Regions from separate parts of the Sus scrofa genome. Here region 1 is linked to region 2. Evidence: chromatin contacts called from public Hi-C data. All regions are on one chromosome and are shown on one strand. Each heading gives the region's core, a stretch centred on a gene start, on an enhancer-like site or on the middle of the called end of the contact. The rest is flanking DNA. Distances are from core to core; before and after follow the strand shown.

Region 1 (2,700 bases), core at 21-2,520, 99 kb after region 2:
ACCAAACACAGCTCTGGGAACCCTCCCCCCACCACACACACAGCAATGATGCCAGGAACATGACCAAATCCATTATCTTTTCTTTGAATTCTGTCAATATATTTATTTCACATCTTTATTCTGGCTTCTTTCTCCCTTTGCATTTCATGGAAAATCTTTCCAGATAAGATCAGAACTGCTTTGTCATTCATCAGCCGTAATCAAGTCTAACTCAACAGCAGAGTTTAAAAACATATTTTTTTCCACGTTCAGATGCAAAAAGGACCAAAAAAATAAACAACCAAAATTGTAGATCCCAGCTGTCTGCCTCTATGTCTGCATATGTCATTGTATCACGGTGCCCCTTTGGTAGATTTACGGTGTGAATTAATAAACATTCATGGAGACTGGAATATAGGTCAGCTACTGACATACTACTTGAGGAATCTGGAAGATTAGTTCCTAGAAGGCCAAGTCTGAGTGTCTAGAAAGCAGGCAGCACAGTGGGTACAAGACCTCCAGCTCTCAGGGAACACTCTGTCTGTTCTCCAGGGCTTCATGCACCTGCCCCTGCGTTTCATCATCTGTCCAACTTGAAAACAACAGCCCAGACCTCATAGGGTTTGTTCTGTAATCAGTCAATGAGTGTTCATTGAGTGCTTACGGTGTACCAGGCCTTTTCATTGGCACTGGGGTACTGAGTGTTGACATTCTCATAGGAAACAGAGACATAATAAGCAAATGGCTCAATAAGGTGTTTCAAATGGTGATAACTCCATGTTAAAAAAAAATGAGGGCGCTCCCATCGTGGCTCAGCGGAAAGGAATCTGACTAGTATCTAAGAGGATGCAGGTTCGATCCCTGGCCTTGCTCAGCAGGTTAAGGATCTGGTGTTGCCATGAGCTGTGATGTAGGTCACAGACGAGGCTCGGATCTCACGTTGCTGTGGCTGTGATGTAGGCCGGCAGCTGTAGCTCTGATTTGACCCCTAGCCTGGGAACCTCCATATGCTACAGGCGTGGTTCTCAAAAGACAAACAAACAAACAAAAAGAGACAAATCGTGAGAAGAAAAGTGAATAAAAATTTTAGTTAGATTTTAGATAAGTCTTCAGATAAGTTTGCTATATCAGAAGCTGGCATTTGAACTCAGCCATTGGTGAGAAGAAAGAACTAACTGAAGTTTGAAGGGAGGGAGGACCACGTAGAATAAATGGCCAGGTCTCACTTGTGAAGTGAAAAAGGCTACCACATTGGAGCACAGAGGACGGGGTAGGAGGGAGGGGGAGGAGGTGGAGGTAGATGGCCGCAGGGGAGCCAGGGCCAAAATCATGTGGGAGCTTGAAGGCCAAGTAAGGAATTTGGACTTTGGCCCAAGTGCAATGAGAAATCACGAGTGAGTTTTAACCAGAGCAGGGAAAATGATCTGATTGATGACAGTGGAGAGGCTGCCTCCCAATTCTCTTTGTCAGGAGAGATTTTCAACCTGCAGCTCTAATGGCATCAGTACCATCGGGAAGTGGGTGGCGACCCAATATGACTTTCAAAGTGTTGGAAGGGTTTGAGTGGGATGGGGGAGTGTGTACAGAGACCCCGACAGAGACCTGCATCTGCGATGATGTCTTGGATGCTCCTGAGCTCTAGTAACCAGGACAGACTCAGCTTCGGCCAATAAAAGCTCCTCAAATGCAGTGAACTGAAACAAGAGAGAAGTGTATTTCTCTGGATGATCCAGAACCAATATGGCACCTCAGTGATACCAGGGACACAAACGTTCTCTCTTTCCTATTGTCCTGCCAACCCCAACATGCAGCTGCCTTCTCAGTGACCACGAGAGCTGCCAGCTGCCATACGTGTTTCTGCCACCACGCCTGCGTTTCAGCCAGAGAAAAAGAATACTTTCCTTTTCGGGTCTCCACCTAGAAGCGACATACCTCATTTCTACTCATTTTCTTCCATTGACCAGAACCTATGGGTGTGGCCAAAGCTATCTTCAAGGGAAGCTGGAAAATGGAGTTTTGAGCTGATCAGCGTGGTGCCCAGTCAAAACTGTTCCTATTAGAAAAGAAAGTAAGAGGGAGAATTCATAGCTTCCACCCAGTGCAAAAGCAGCTGGGATTGCGTGCAACCCTTAGAGACCCAGCGCTATTAAAAGAAGTTCTGTTCCCAAAGGACTCATGAATAAAATAAACAATAATCATAAATAATAAAAACAACTAGGTAATTGAGACATCACCACCTATCAATAATTTTTCCATATGCATTTCTCACTCTGCCACATGCAATCAGCACGGTTTAAAAAAATTATTGAACAAACATGTTACTGTTCATTTGCCTCTCCCAGGGCCCGCTCTTGGAGTTGTTTCCCTAGAAAATAGAGATAGATTTGTACTGTTTTTGTTTTTGTTTTTGTTTTTGTCTTTTGTCTTTTTAGGGCCACACCTACAGCATACGGGGGTTCCCAGGCTAGGGGTCGAATCCGAGCTGTAGTGGGATGTGGGATATCATCAATTCTTTGAAGGATTGGCCTGAAGAAGTCCTCCATGGCATATGGGAATCAGCTGGGGAGGTTTATTTTATGTATTTTTTATTTTTCTGCTTTTTTAGGGTTGCCTTGGAAGTTCTCGGGCTAGGGATTGAATTGGAGCTACAGCGGCCAGCCTATACCACAGCCACAGCAATGTGGGATGTGAGCCACGTCTGAGACCTACACCGCAGTTCAC
Region 2 (2,700 bases), core at 196-2,695:
GTTTAATGGACGAACAGTTTGTCTTATTCCTCTGCCCGGGTTTCTTCACATTGTGTCGGGTTATCAGCCCTCCCCTGCAGATCATATTACAGCTTGTGCCGGGGCTGGACCCTCAGCAGGGTTCACTCTAAAGCAGATCCTTATCGTTACTTCAGTGATAAATAGAGAGGCGCTGGGAGCCCACGGTCGGGTTATTTATGTAGCTTCTCTGTGGATCATGTTTTATACAGCCAGGCCTTCACGTCAGGCCTCTCCCCTCTCCCCATCCAGCTTAGGTTGCATTCAGGAACTAAACACCCACAGCCCCTTAAATAATGTTAACTTAATAGCTGACGTTTTTATGAAATAAGTCTGTGTGGAAGAGGCAGAAGTGGGATGATGCAGACACAGCGCTGGAGCTGGGTTTCAGTGTGTGTGTGTGGTAAAGGGGAGTTGAGAGGATTTTGCAGGTTTATTCCAAACCCATGGAGAATGCTTTGCTTTCGGGGGAAGTCTCTCTTGGAAGTCTATGGTTTTTAAAAGGAAACACGAAAAAGAGTTGGAATTAAACGATGCATAATGCTTCTTGGGGAGGTGGGCAAATGATGGATGAGACGTCTTTCATGGAAGTGGGGGGGTTGTGTGTGGTTGGCGGGGGTCGTTCTCTCTGTGAAGTATCTTGGACCAAACCATCCCGATGGGGGTTGGGGTCGGGTTGGAGGGCACGGGTGGCCTCTGGTGGCACCTTATTTCCATCCTGTTCCTCAAATCCAAACTTTGGACATTTTCCTCAACTGGAGCTACACACACAATTCTCCGTGTGTGTGTGTGTGTTGGGTATGTTAAATGCGTGATTTTGCCAAAAGTCACCATCCGCTGTAGCCAGCTTATTTTGGGTGAACCATCTTAGGGCATTTCTTCCTTTTTGAAAACACCAGCAGCCTCAGATTTGGAAGGAGCATCAACAGCTTTCAACTGTCAAGTCCACCGGGGACATCTGGGGGCACAAGGTCACCTTCAGAGCCCCCACCCCCGCCAGTTAGAATTTGAAGAAAGAGGTAGAGTCTTGTTTTCAATAGCCCCCAACCTGAATTGTACCTTCCAGTGGAGGCAGGAAGAATAGCCTTTTGATGAGTTCCACAGTCGGAATGCAAATTCTCTCCCATCTCCTGGATACCTGGGCCTGCCCCATTTCTCTTTACTGTATTCTGCTTAGCTCGTGCACAGAATGGCAAAAACAAAGAGTCTTTCTGCAAAAGAAAAAGAAGAGGAAAGAGTGAATTTTGTACCCTCTTCTGAGCCCTCCCCAAATCCCCGCTCCAGGGCCTCAGCAGGCAGCAGGGTGCACGACGCATGTGGTGGCTCTTGCTGTGTGTTGCTAACCACCAAAAGGATGACACCATTCCTGGAGTCAGGCCTTCAACCCAGCAGCTGGGGCAGACTTGGCAGTGCTTCCCAGGCTGGGCATCTGGGAAAAGGCCCGGGAGCGAGGACATCCTGATTGCACTTTCAATGAAACGCCTCCTGGCTGACTCAGAAATGCAAGATGAACTTTGGACAGGGACGGCTTTAGTAGCCCTCTTGCTGAGTCATAAAGCCTGGCTGTGAGGATCCCTGCCTCGAAACATCCACATGCTGCCAGATTGGAGTCAGAAAAGACTTCCCCCGAAGGGAAGGGAGCACCAGAGGCACCAGGATGGTACAAAGGCAGCTCAGAGGTCTGGAAGTTTTAGAGAAGCCAGGGGTGCCATTCAGGGTCAATCCTTAAAGACACGGGACAGGCACAAAGGTAAGGCTCTGATGTGGGACAGTTGTGTGCCTGGCCCAGCAACTAGAAGATTCTTCACCAGCAGATGCAAATAGTATATACAGGATGGATCAGCAACAAGTCCAGCACAGGGAATTCTATTCAATCCCCTGTGATAAACTGCAATGGAAAAGAATATGAAGAGAATATGTATATGTATATATATATATGTATCACTTTGCTGTATGATAGAAATAAACACAACATTGTAAATCAATTATACTTGAATAAAATCTTTTTTATTTTTATTTTTTGCTTTTTAGGGACATACCCACGGCACATGGAAGTTCCCAGGCTAGGGGTCAAAGGAGAGCTGTAGCTGCTGGCCTACACCACAGCCACAGCAATGCCAGATCCGAGCTGCCTCTGTGACCTACACTGCTAATGTGGAACCTTAACCCACTGAGCAAGACCAGGGATCAAACCCATGTCCTTATGGATACTAGCTGATTTCTAAACTTTTTAAAATGATGGTGGTTATGGACACTGAAAAGATTTGATCAAGAGTTATCAAGAAACACATTCCTTCACTATGGATGACTTATATTTATGACTCCTATATAAGTACTGACTTGTGCCAGGCACCGCTCTGAGCATTTTAAAAGGGTTAATTTAGGGAGTTGCCGTCATGGCTCAGTGGAAACTAATCTGACTGGTATCCATGAGGATGGAGATTCAATCCCTGGCCTTGCTCAGTGGGTTGGGAATCTGGTGTTGCCATGAGCTGTGGTGTAGGGCGCAGACAAGGCTCAGATCCTGCATTGCTGTGGGATCCTGTGTTGCTGTGGTTGTGGTGTAGGTTGGCAGCAATAGCTCCAATTCGACCCCTAGCCTGGGAACCTCCATATGCTGTGGGTGTAAAAAGCAAAAAAAAAAAAAAAAAAAAGAATAAAAAGGGGGTACTTTCTTTGGGC

Evidence for each region. Hi-C and Micro-C count contacts between places; a contact is called where the count stands out from the background.
Region 1: a Hi-C map of liver shows a contact between it and region 2, with 8 times the contacts expected there. The contact joins two enhancer-like sites. A contact is called at or near these places in 1 of 5 promoter capture datasets (liver) and 5 of 47 Hi-C or Micro-C datasets (liver and skeletal muscle).

The regions. Positions count from the first base shown.
Region 1 is chr6:33,526,886-33,529,585 of Sscrofa11.1, forward strand. No RefSeq gene overlaps it. Among named protein-coding and RNA genes, the nearest start is that of SALL1, 200 kb to the right of the region's middle. Within about 2 kb of position 1,271, at least 2 of the 83 cell types and tissues checked have an H3K27ac peak or open chromatin away from gene starts, as enhancers often do. A contact at or near this core is called in liver, where this site is marked.
Region 2 is chr6:33,427,551-33,430,250 of Sscrofa11.1, forward strand. LOC110260961 (a long non-coding RNA gene) reads right to left here. Exons shown (of 3, transcript XR_002344610.1): 2 at 1,078-1,229. Among named protein-coding and RNA genes, the nearest start is that of SALL1, 300 kb to the right of the region's middle. Within about 2 kb of position 1,446, at least 16 of the 83 cell types and tissues checked have an H3K27ac peak or open chromatin away from gene starts, as enhancers often do. A contact at or near this core is called in liver, where this site is marked.